Regions from separate parts of the Ovis aries genome. Here region 2 is linked to region 1. The links are chromatin contacts, called in public Hi-C maps. All regions are on one chromosome and are shown on one strand. The core of a region is the stretch at or near the end of the contact, and the rest is flanking DNA. Distances in the headings are between cores, read along the strand shown. Region 1 holds the start of SPEN (spen family transcriptional repressor). Region 2 overlaps LOC121820798 (a long non-coding RNA gene).

Evidence for each region. A called contact is a pair of places that touch in the nucleus more often than the background predicts.
Region 2: a contact with region 1 is called in a Hi-C map of omental adipose tissue, with 1.9 times the contacts expected there. The contact joins the enhancer-like site here to the promoter of SPEN in region 1. A contact is called at or near these places in 7 of 16 Hi-C or Micro-C datasets (blood, hypothalamus, muscle and 2 more).

Annotation. Positions count from the first base shown.
Region 1 is chr12:51,036,061-51,042,534 of ARS-UI_Ramb_v3.0, reverse strand. SPEN (spen family transcriptional repressor) reads left to right here and starts at 2,670. Exons shown (of 13, transcript XM_060396580.1): 1 at 2,670-3,001. The coding sequence starts at 2,919. It also overlaps the pseudogene LOC101109110.
Region 2 is chr12:51,082,248-51,088,721 of ARS-UI_Ramb_v3.0, reverse strand. LOC121820798 (a long non-coding RNA gene) reads right to left here. Exons shown (of 2, transcript XR_006061502.2): 2 at 2,191-2,398. Among named protein-coding and RNA genes, the nearest start is that of FBLIM1, 29 kb to the left of the region's middle. Within about 2 kb of position 3,846, at least 4 of the 54 cell types and tissues checked have an H3K27ac peak or open chromatin away from gene starts, as enhancers often do.

The DNA.
Region 1 (6,474 bases), core at 1,421-3,920:
ACTGTTTCTCAGTTGTTTGATAAATCTTTGGCAAACTGGGAAATGATATTAACTTCATTTGGCATTTGCTAATCATCTTCTTGATATCCTGTGATCTCTGAAGGTCTTCAGGAGAACTTTAACTCAACTTTGCTTAACAATTTGTACGTAACACGACTGAGCGACTGAACTGAACTGAATTATCCACTCCACAGTTTCTCTTCTGCTACCTCCCAAAAGGTGGGAGGCTTGGAAGTATTTGCAAACAACTTTGCCATTTCAAATTAAACTTGATGTAAAATTACATATCTATTCTGTTTACATGGAGAAACAGCACTGCTGTAACAAGATCTTTAGGAAAATCTAAGAGAATGACATTAAAAAAGTTTAGTTGGCAAACATGTTGCTTTCAATTTTCATTTACTATCTCCCTATTCTTGTGCCATAGAGAAATTATAAATACCTCTTAATTCTTATTTTGTTTTAGCTTATCCTTTTATTGTAGATGGATACAAAATACCACATTTAATAATGACTCTAGCCTCTCTTCTAATGATTTTGCTCTAAAAGCTGCCCACCCCCCTGCCCCTTTTTCAGCCCTTGAATTTTCTTCAGCATGATTTTAACTGAAGGCTGCATTCAAGGTGAGATATATTCTTTATTTCTCTAATTGCAAGGTGCTGTTTTTTGAATCTTCTTTGTCTGTTGCCCCTTAAAATGAGATTGAGCTGAGCTTCTGTTCTTCCTGTGACACTAAGAAGATGCAGCTAATTCAGGACCTCTCAGGTTTTAAATGAGTAATTTACATAATATTTTAAAGTGTGTTTCAAATTGTGGCTACTTATATAGAAATTTATGCTTCATGAAAAACTGCCAGTCAGTTCAAGGCTAACTGCAGCCACGTATATAGAACTATGTAGTTCATGAGTGTAGATAACTGTATGCTGGCCTGACACTCCTTATGTGATAATTGTGACAGACAAATGGCCAAATGTAAATGTCTAGTCCTACATCTGAATATAGGTTAATCTGCTTTTACTTTTACTGAGGAATCAATTCCATAATACTTTCAAGAAAAAATATTTCCATGTCATTTAATGACTGATTTGCATGAAGACAAGGTGAACCTCTGGGGTGGCGTTAAAGGCCTTAACTAAATTATGAATGACTGCCACTGTTGTTGTGGTACTTTTTTATGAGTAAGTTGTCAAAAATCCAAAAATCATGTCAATGGATAGTAGTCTCCTGAGGAGGCACATCTTGTTCTGTAATTGTTGTAACTGTGTAAGGGATTGCAGTGCTTGTTTAGTCTTCTAATATCCTAAGAGTAAGGAAGAGAATATCTCAGTTGAGCAGACCTGCTGAGATCAAACTTAAGTACAGTATAGACCCAGAACCCAAATACAAGAAAAGTTGATATGACTATCTGACATGACTCTCTGACACATCATTAAGAAGCCTTTGTTAAGCTATATGACAAAAAACCTACTTGGAGCTTTACCATCTGTGGAATTAAAGGGACAATTTAACTATGTACAGTGACCCCAGGTGTTAGTGCCATTAATTATGGTGACCATATGTTCCAATTCAAAGTATCAGTTTGATAAGTTGGCTTGTATTTAAGGAGACAGTGAATGAGAGCTAATATTTAAAATCTGGTCTGTAAAGCACTACACCTATGATTGTTTTTCTGTAGATAAAAAACGTAAAAGAAAATTGAGCTGTTGACTGTTCTAAACAATTCAATTTTTCTGGACTCAATACCGTTGCCTTAATTTTATGAGTTTTCTTCGGGGCTCTGATAACTAAAAAGTTCAACTGTAGGCTTTAAATTTTAAAAGCTCTTAGGTCTGGAAAGGCTGGGGTTCCAATCCCCTCCCTCTGCTTAGATTTTTTTTTTTTTTTGCTTAGATTTTTTAGTAAATTTTCTGAGGGGAACACTATCCAGACATGTAACCATCTCATTTCAGTTCTACTCTTGGTATACCGTAACGATCAGCAAAGAAATCTTGCAAACGGTTTCGCAAGATCTTATATAAAATAAAATTGCTTAATGTTACAAGCTAATGATTCTTGGGAGGGATGGGTTTCTGCAGCCGTCATAGCTTAGATGGGCGGTGAGAAAGGCGGCCTTGTTCTGATACTTTCCCAAGCAGGCGCGGCTCCAAGTGCCCGGAAACGGCCAGAAGCTGACCAAAGGTGAGCAGCGGAAGGAGTCCTGACTCCTTCTAGAAGAGAGGGCTCGGCAGCCGCTTTGACACGCAGCCTAGTGAATACCAACCCCCTTTCTCTTTTCTTCCTCCAGGCCAGCGCCTGGGACCCCTGCTCGAGGGGCTGGAGGCGGTACCTTCTCCTGCACTCGCTGTGCCCCAAGCCTGAAAGAGCGCTTGACCTGACAGAGTGCTGCGCGCCTGCGCACTGGGACCGAGCGCGTGAGCGTTCCTTCCTGGCCCCGCGTTCTTCCCTACCTCGCGCGCTTGCGCGCCGGCTGGGAGGAACTCGGCGTCTCGGCCTCGGCGGGCGGTCGGGCGGACGAGCGCGCGCCCGCGTTGAGGGAGGCGGGCCGCGCGCGCCGGTGGGAAGCGTCCGGCTGCCACAGCGCCAGCTCCATCGTAGTCGCTGCCGCCCGGGTCCCGCTCGCCCCTCCTCCCCGCTCCCCCGCCCGCCGCTGCCCGGGCGCATGCGCCTCCGGAGCGCGAGGGTCGGCTTCGGGTGTGTGGTGGCGGCAGAGCGGAGCTGCGAGGCCCGAGAGTCAGAACCTGGGGGAGAGGGATGGTCTCTGCACGGGGGGGAGCCGGAGGAGCCGCCGCCGCTGCCGACGCCACCGCCGCAGCCGCCGCCGCCGCCGCCTCCTCGGCGCCCGCCTCCCGGCGCTGACGGGCTCGTACGAAGCCGGCGAGGGGGAACCCGCACCAGCGGTCGCCAGCACACCGCCCAGCATGGTCCGGGAAACCAGGCACCTTTGGGTGGGCAACTTACCGGAGAATGTGCGGGAAGAGAAGATCATCGAGCATTTCAAACGGTGAGTGACACGAGGCCCGGGGCCGCGCTCTCTCCTCGGGCACCGCTGCCCACTCCGGCCCGTTGCCGGCCCCTCCCCGTGCGCGGAACTGGTGAGGGGACCCGGGCCAGACCCACGGACCGGTGCGGAGGGCGCGCGGCTGCCTGGCCGCCTCTCTGTCCGTGTCGCGGCGTTGGGCCTCGGCGGAGCGGGCCCGGCTCCCACCCTCTCCCTTCCCAATAAGGTGGCGGCTGTCGCTCGGCCTCAGCGAAGCCGGCGCCGGGAGGGTGTTCTCAGGCTGGCCAGCCGACGGTGGGGTTGCGTCCTTGCGCGCCGCTGCCCGGGTTCGGTGCGGCTGTCCCGGCCAACACGCCCGAACCGAGCCGCCCCTGAGCCGGGACCAGAACCCCTACCCCACCCCGACAACCCTCGGCCCGGCCAACTCCCGAGTCCCGCAGCAACTCCCGCTCCTCACCCTGCGGACGCGTGGATATGTCTGATCTAGAGAGGGTTTTGTGCGAAAGGAAAGGTTATACAAACGGAAAAGTCTTGGTAGGTGACATGGGGGCATCTCGGAACTGGAAAGACACTGCTGGATTCTAGGGACCTCTCATGGAAGGCTCACAGACCTAGAAACTAAATGGACGCAAATATTTCAGATTCTCCCCACCTTGTTTTGGGGGGTTGGGCGGAGGATGGTGTCCGAGAATAAGCTGGTGCGTCTGTTTCGGCTCTTTCGCCTTCCTGCCTTCAGCGCTCAGGGGTCCCTGGATGGGAAGGACGGTGGGGACCAAGCGCTCGCAGAGGAGGAGCCGCCTCCTGCAACAGAGTCCCCGCCGCGCCGACGCTCCGGCCTCGGGGTCTGAACACTGGGCAGCCTTTATAAGGCTGCTCCCCTCCCACCCAGAATTCATACATTAGTGGTTAAAAAATGCAAGCCTTTTCAGGTTAAATGTAGCTCTTCTAGAAAGATTTTTCCCAGAGTGTATTTTTTGTTCAGGGGTAGTAGGGATAGTAAATGTTCTTGATACATTTTAGTTACTTAGTAGCGTTCAGCATTTGTTTTTATTTTGTGAAATCACTGTCTGCCATCACTGATGGAGCCCTCGGTGTGAAATAACCGAAAATGACGCTTTACTGAACAGCGATGTAAATCGAGAGGACCGTGGCAGATACGTGATAGTCCTCAGAAATGACTGTTTCTTCCGATATTCAAGACCTCGGAAGGTTTTAAGTTTGGTTTACTTTTAATTCCTCTTACTATCTAGTGAGTGAAGGAAATTATGGAGCGCCCTTATTAGTGAGTCACCATGGGAAAAATAGGTTGCGTCGCTCGCTCCTGAGCAGCTTGGATCAGGAAATGGAAGCAGCGGCGGCGGAGCTCCGCTCTTTCAAATGGAGGATCATTGATTCTGTTGGTGGTTGCTGTTACTGGGGTATTAAATCTTCACCGCTGGAACGCGCGTCTGCGCGTGTCCGCGTGTGAAAAGGAGCCTGGAATAGTGAGGCCATTCATAACCCACTAAAGCTGTCCTCGGCGAGACTGGAGGAGGCGCGCTTCCAGGGACTCCCGGTGTTTACTACGTTGTGCTGAGAAACCAGGCAGCGGGAAGGCAGGAGCGAAAACTCGCCTGTGTCCCCTGTGACAAAGGGGAGATCTCGGGCTCGTGGGGAAGCAGATGGGAACTCGCTCCCTGTCGCTGCTCCACCCCTTACCCCATACGGAGGCCCCGTATCTTCATTGTTATGGTGGAAAAATCATTCAGGCGCAAGATTATTGGAGTGGAAAAGCCACTTAGATGCGCTTGCTTTTATCTTCTTGCGGACCTTCTCTGTAGGTCTCCGCCTGGGAAATTCGTAGGCACCGACGTGCAAACACGTGCATTGCAGCATTTGCTTTGCCCCTCAGTATTACGTGGCCAGAAGTGTCATTTCGGCATTATGCAGATTCTAGAAACAGTGTCTGCCTGTCGCGGGCAGTTTGACTCCTCTGGCGAGATGAGGGGTTCGAGAGGAAAAAGGAAGTCATCCGAGGGAGTCTTGGAAGGTTTTTTAAGTAGATGGTGCTGCCGTCCGGCCTGTGTGAATGACTTTCTAAAATGGCGGCCAGGACCCACTTTATGTGGGAATCAGCAGAGCTGATCTCAGAATGCACAGAGGGAGGAGCGGGCGGAGGATGCGAGCTGCCTTGGAAGGCGGAGGTCTGCAGGAACGTTTCAGTGTTAAAGACGGTTTAGCCGGCACATTGCTCAGGACTGCATTTAAAGCAGTGTGTTACCTATTGCAGAGCAAAAGCAGATGCTATTGATAAAAGCAGATTATCTTAAAACTAAGTAGACCGCGTGTCCCTGACACTCCTTTATATTTTTAAAACGACTTTTGAGAATTTTAAACAAATTTGCTCATATCTTTGGATAGATAGTGCATTCTTAGTGGGTTTAGAGAGTGTAAAAAGGTTTGCAGAAAAATCTTCCCTTTACTCCAACCCTGGGAATTCCAGTTCCCACCCCCCCCCCCCCTACTCCCCTAACAGGTAATCTCTATGTCTGGCTTCTTGTTTATCCTTAAACGTGTACAAGAAATATTCTTGCTGATCCAGCTGTGGCGCTAAATGGACTTTGTTTGGAGAAATTCAAGGTCTTTTATCCTTATTGTAGAGAACGTTTTGTAAAATGTGTGATTGCTACAGGGAGGGAAGCTAAATGTGAATAATTTAGTGAAAGGGATAAAACAGTGGTTGCACCAGAATGGTAGCTTTGCAAGAAAACTTAAGAATATTCACTTCTGATGTCTTCTAGAAATCATAATGAGAAAAACTATGCCTATACCTATACTAAGACTGAGGTTAAAGTACCTACTTTCACTGTTTTCCCTAGCTGATTTCAACATTAACTAATAACTGTTTTACGGGATTAAGTAGTGTACACTGGGAATACATTATATAAAATGTTTCAAAATGAATGTTCTTGTAACAGTGATTAGGCTTTGTAGTAAGTGAATTTTAAAGAATGATTCAAAGAGACAGCTTTGGGAGCAGGATAGTTGAGAAGCATTTTGGAATGGGGGTCGATCAGAGCCAATTCTTTTATTTATATTTTGATGAGTGTTTGGTAGGAAATAGATTGAAGGAAGCTTGCTGATTTGGCTTTTTTCTCTGTGCCAAAGAAAGACCAAACCTTTAGAATGTAATCAGAACATTTTCCAAATTTGGCTTTACCTTCTTGCAATAAGAATAATATAATGTGCTCATTATTTTAACAGCATTCAAAATACTGATTGGAAAGAATTAAGTATTTCTGAATCAAATTTTATTTAACAAAGATCCATTGCAGAGACTGAATTTGCACAATAGAGAAAGTCCTCTCCTTTGTATGGTGTGTTAGCTGGATTGAAGGGGGATGGGAGGAGTTATACAACAATTGGTTGCTGTCTTAGTTGTTAGAGGGAGAGGTGTGTGTGCTGAGGCGATTCCCTGAATTAGAATGAGCCAATGA
Region 2 (6,474 bases), core at 2,597-5,096, 45 kb before region 1:
GGCATCTTAGTGAGGGTTAGGGGGCTTGTAGAACATGGCCAGGTACTGAGGGATTTGGGGAGGACTTAAGGATGCAGCGGTTTGCTCCCGATGTGTGCTGTCGGGAAGCAGCGGGCGTTCTGTGGTTGAGAAGCTTGATTCACTGCTCTCCTGAATGAGGCGCAGGCGCTGCTGCTTCGGTTGGTAGGGGAGCAGCAGGGGCTTGTAGGATGGAGGGCGATTCTTTTGGCGATTCTTGCAGCTGGCCTGGAGGCGCTGGGCTCCACGACCTGCCTCCAGGGCACTCACTGAGGCTCAGAGGTGAGAGCCAGGCTAGCAGCTCCCCCAGCTGTCAGGGGCACTTTTCTCTCCTAGTTTGGTTTGTTGTCGTTTTTCCGGTCATTAAATTGTCATCTTGTGCTGTAATAACACATGTCGCAGCCTGTTTCTGGTTAGTTGTGTTTGGAAGGGTGGTGTCTGGATGAAATTCTGGGCGATGCCTGTGTCTTTTGGGCCACACGTTTATAAATCACTCCGTAAAGGGGTGCTTTCCTGGTGGTTCAGCTGGTAAAGAACCTGCCTAGCAATGCAGGAGACACAAGAGATGCAGGTTCCATCCCTGGATCAGGAAGATCCCCGGAGGGGGAAATGGCAACCCACTCCAGGATTCTTGCTTGAAGACTTCCACAGAAAGAAGACGCTGGCAGGCTATAGTCCATGGCGTTGCAAAGAGTCAGACACAACTGAGCGCCCGTGCACACACACACTCACATCATTCATTGTTCGGTTGCTCAGTTGTGTCCAACTCTTTGCAACCCCATGCACTGCAGCACTCCAGGCTTCCCGGTCCTTCACTATCTCCTGGAGTTTACTCAAACTCTTGCCCATTGAGTCGGTGATGCCATCCAACCATGTCATCCTCTAGGGAGATTTCAGCAATGTAAGTAAGCTAGTCACGACAAGACAAATACTGATGAGTCCACGTATGTGAGACCTTAGAATAGGCAGATTACTAGGATGGTGGGGTAGGGATTTTGGGTGGTGGTGTACAGAGTTGTTCAGTGAGTACACAGTGTGAGTTTGCACGAGAAAAGTGGTCTGGAGATGACAGTGTGAATGTAGTTGATGCCACTGAGCTGTACACTTAAAGCAGTTGTGTGTTTATGTTTTAAGCTCTCTTCTGTGCTATTACTTTATTATTCTTGGCTTTGCTGGGTCTTCGTTGCTGCGCGTGGTCTTCTCTAGTTGTGGTGTGGGGGCTTCTTTCTGCATTGGCCTCTCTTGTGGAGCACAGGCTCTAGGTGCACAGGCTTCCATTGTTGTGGCTCATGGGCTCAGTTGCCCATAGCATGTGGAATCTACCTGGACCAGGATTCGAACCCATGTCCCCTGCATTGGCAGGCAGATTCTTCCTGGACCACCAGGGAAGTCCTATGATTGGTAAATTTATGTTATCGACATTTTACCAAGTTAAATAATATACATAATTTAAGGCGTGGAGACTGGGAGATGAGCTGATAAAAGTGACGTAGGAGTGCTGAGGTGGGGGACGTACCATGCCTGCCACTGGCATCCTATGAAGTCTTTCCATTGTGTACAAATCCAGTGAGACGCTGCTGGCAGATCTGGGCTTCCTGAAGTGCCTTGCATGGCCACTAGAGGGCAGCATCAGCTAGTGAGCCGGGCACTGAGCCCTGGGGCATCCAACTCTCAAGCCTCTCATAGGGGTCCTCAGCTTCTCTAGATGCAAAATGGGAATCATTCTTGCCTGCCAACTGCATGTGGTTGCATAAGTAAGCAATGTGGCTATGGAATTGCTGCAAGCCTACCACACCATCTTGGACGGAGACTGAATTCCTCAAATGTCCAAACTCCTACCTATTAGGAGGGCCCCCTGGCAGTTCCCACGCTTCCACCACTGTAAGTCCCTATCTGAGAACCTGGCCTCAATAAACACAGAATCGGGACAAAGGACAGCATGAGGTTGCTAGGGAACTCCGAGCCTTTCTGTTTGTCACCCTGTCCCCAAAGTCCCCCTTACCTAAGGCTACACCCAGCACATGCCATCCCCTGCAGGTCAACCAAATGCTGCTCCCTACTCTGCTAGGGACACAAATAGAAATGAGCGATTAAATGAGAGCAGAAAGGGATCAGGATAGGGGAGAGAAGAGAAGGCTGGGCTGATAAAGAAGAATCTCAGAGACCACAGGACATTTTCAGAGAAATGGTTTTATTAAGTTACAGTGCTGATATTGTGAATACCTAGTGGTAAAAAACAATAATCTATGAAGTAGCTATTGTTAATATCCCAGTTCAGAGACAAGCTGCACATCACGGGAACTTCCTGGGGGTCCAGTAGTTAAGATTCCATGCTTCCATGGCAGGGGGTGCAAGTTCCATCCCTGGTCAGGGAAATATGCTACACAGTGGGAAAAATAAAAGAGCAAACACAAACTTCACGTCAGAGAATCAGAGAGATGGTTGTAACTGCCTAGGACTGCACAGCAGAGTCAGGATCAGAGTCCTGTAAAAACTACAAGCCAGTGTTATAGACCCACAAGATATTCAAGAATGTTCCAGAGCCCATCATGTAACACAGATGCCCAAATCCAGCTGAAAACAATCTTAAATGTCTTGAGGCCTTCATTTCGAAGAGATGTTGATTTTAGGGTGTGGGCTTCTGCAAGTGAGGTGTATTTTCCCCGGTGCGTTCAGAAAGGCTCTTGCACTCATGGTGTGTGAGTCACACTAATCTCATGAATGGTCGTCAGCTCAGAGACCTTGGAGTCTGCCCTAGCCATGACCTTCCTTTTGCAGAGAAAAAGAAAAATGTGCTCTTCAGTGGAAAACTACAGACTGTCTCCATGCAGTGTGTCTTCTGAGTTAGTGGATTCTAGCCTTTCATCATTTTTGAGCTGTTTTACAGCCCTGTAAATTGAAGCAACTGATAAATTTATCCTGTCTTAGAGTTTTTCCCTATCCCCTTGTGGAAAAATCAGTTTCACCTCACTCTGCCCATTCATTTCATTATTCCTGACCTATGAATGTGAGTGTTCTTCTGTTGTTGGTTATAACATCTGCCTGGTTCCCTTATAAATTAAAATGTTTAACATATATTCATCTTTTTATCTGTATGGAATCATGATCTTTTCCTTGAAAATGATCTTTTAATGAGGGCTCCCCAGGTGGCTCAGTGGTAAAGAATCTGCCTGCCAGTGCAGGAGATAATGGGTTCGATCTCTGGGTCGGGAAGGTCCCCTGGAGTAGAAGATGGCAATCTGCTCCAGTATTCTTGTCCTATTCTTGTTCTGTTGCTCATTGTCCATGGGAAACCCCATGGACAGAGGAGCCTGGGGGCTACAGTTCATGGGGTGGCAAAGAGTCGACACGGCTGAGCACACAGGCACGCACGACCTTTCAACACCTCCTTCACCGGGTGGTTTGGGCACTTCTTTCAGGCAGGAGGGATGGCAAGTGGCTTGCGACCTTCCTCACTGACCAGTTATGAAGCAGTAGGCGTGAGACTTCCCTGGTGGTCCGGTGGCTAAGATTCTGCCCTCCCAATGCAAAGGGCCTGGGTTCGATCTCTTTCAGGGAACTAGATCCTACATGCCCCAGCGAAGACCCAGAGGAGGAACAAGTAGCAGCAGGCAGGTGGCAGCCGCCTCCCAGAGCCGCGGCTGAACGAGGTGGGTGGGGCAGGGAGGGCTCTGCTCAGGTCGTGGGATGAGATCTTAGCGAGACCTGGCTCTCCCTCTTGTTAAGCCTCTAACCAGCACTTTCCCTGAAGACACAGCCTCTTTAGGCCTGAGGATAAGGAACAGCAGAGGGAGCTGGCTTTCTGAGCTCTTGTTTGGGGCAAGGCTGGAGAGATGGGGTGATTAATTACCCCTGACGGGGTTTCAGCAGGGGTAGGAAGCAGACAGAGAGACCTGGAACGACCAGTGGACCTGCCTAACCAGGAGGCCTAGGCTGTGACTGCCCAGGGGGGGCCAAGACCACTTGGGGGGCCAGGAATGGCCCGCACTAACAGATTCTGGGGGCTGGCCCCGCCCCATGGAGTCCTCCCCGCACCTCCTCACATCTCCGCCTTAAAAGTGAGGACACTGGGGTCCAGGGAGATGCCATGCACAGCCACCGACCATGGTGGAACCACACCCGGGATTTCTCTCAGTGTTTAGAGCCTGACTCTTCCCTGGTAAAGGGACCCAGAGAATGAAGGGCTCGGCCTTCTCTAGACATAACCTTTAACAAGAACTTGGAGTTGAAGAGATCTGGGCGCCTCAGTAATGATGACACGGACAGCTCTGACAACAGCTACCATGTCAGGGGCAGGAGGCGTCTATAGACGTGGGCTCTTTTAGTCCTCACTCCTGCCGTGAGGTAATTACCTCTGATCCGCCCTTCAGACGAGGAAACTGAAGCTTATGTTACACTGCTCCAGTGCCCTCGGCCTGCGGTGGCTTGGACTGAGGCTTGGGTTCCCAGCCTGGGACTGGGCCGGGTCGCAGCAGTGAAAGCACCGGATCCTAGCCACTAGACCCGTGGTCAGTGACAGGGGCCCTGGCCCTTGGGCTTTGCAGAAAAGAATTCCCACAAAGACGGAAAGTAGTGAAGCAAGTAAAGTGTTTATTAGGATGAAAAAGAGCACAGTATGTGTGAACAGACACATGGGCAGGCTCAGAGGGAGAGTCCCTGAGTTGCTGAGTCATGCCCCCATGGCAGTTTGAATTACTTTCATGGGGTATTTCTTCTGGGTTTTCTTTGGCCAGTTTGACTTGCCTGGCTGACAGTCCATATCTGGTATATCCCAGGATCCTCCCAGGTGTGTGCACCCTCTGTTAGCCAAAATGGATCCTACCGAAAAGGCGTCTGGGGTAGAACATCTGTTGACATCCTCTTTGACCTCCAAGGAGCCTTTTCTGCGCATGTGTGCTCAGGGAGGTCACCTGACTTCAGAAGTGAGAAATATGTGGTCTGTGCAGGGTCCAGCCTTAATTGATCTACTATTCTTGGAATTTTGGTCACTAGAGAAGAATCTCTAATTGCTTCATCCTAGGGGACGGGGAGGCGGTCCATCCATCAGGGGTGGATTCTAGCTCCAAATGTCAGGACCTAATCCCTTTCCACCACTGCTTTTACCTCCTAGCTAGTCACTCGGTCCTCCCATCTCTTATTTCTTCATCTGTGAAGAAACTGAATATTTCCTGTAAACAAGGATGTCACAGTCATCAGTGACTGCAGCCCTCCAACATGAGCCAAGGGCTGCCCTGATAGCTTAGTTGGTAAAGAATCCGCCAGCAATGCAGGAGAGCCTGGTTCAGTTCCTGGTTTGGGAAGATCTGCTGGAGAAGGGATAGGTTACCCACTCTAGAATTCTTGGGCTTCCCTTGTAGCTCAGTTGGTAAAGAATCTGACTGCAATGCAGGAGACCTGGGTTCAATCTCTGGGTTGGGAAGATCCCCTGGAGAAGGGAAAGGTTATCTACTCCAGTATTCTGGCCTGGAGAATTCCATGGACTGTATATGTATAGTCCATGGGGTAGCAAAGAGTCGGACATGAGATTGAGCCACGTTCACTTCACTCAATGTGAGCCAGTGAGCCCTGAGGAAATTCAGGAAGGAAAGAATACCTGCCGGCTAGCAGCCATCAAACTGCAGCCACTCCCCACATTGAGCCCTGAGGAAACTCAGGATGTGAAAACACAGGATACTGGCCCCAGGTAGCTGAGGGAATGAGTCAATGAGCCCACACATTTGCATCTTCCCATACACAGAGAAGTGCTAAATTCCTTAATTTGGGATAGCTGGTTTTCTTCAATTAATAACAATCTTTTTTTATCCATAAATCTCATTTTTTATTTTTGACTACACTGGGTCTCCGTTGCTATGCACAGGCTTACTCTTCATTGAGGTGCAGTAGCTTCTCTTGTTGCAGAGCCTGGACTCTAGGGCATACAGGCTCAGCAGTTGCCATGCACAGGCTTTGTTGCCCCAGGCATATGGAATCTTCCTGGACCAGGGATTGAACCTGTGTCCCTTGCTTTGGCAGGTGGATTCTTAACCACTGGACCACCAGGAAAGTCCAACAATAATCTGCTGATGTTCATACTATCTGCCCTTGGTCGCAAGACTTCTGTGTAACCTAACCCTCCCCCCTACACTCACACACACACACCTCATCTTGCCTCTATGGAGCAGTTCTCCCAGAGTTACTTGAGATGCTGCCTCTTGGGCTTAAATCCTAAAAAATTTCCACTGAATAAAACATAACTCTCAACTTTTAGGTTGTGAATATTTTTTAAGCCTACATCTGTAAAACAGAGATAATTATACTTTCCTCATCACAAATAGCATATGACTAAACGCAATGTGGTTCTCTGGACTGGATCCTGGAATGGAAAAAGGATATTAAGTGGAAAAACTGGTGAAATCGGATAAAGTTTGGAGTTTGGTGCATAGTTTTGTACCAATGTTGGTTTCCTCATTTGAACAA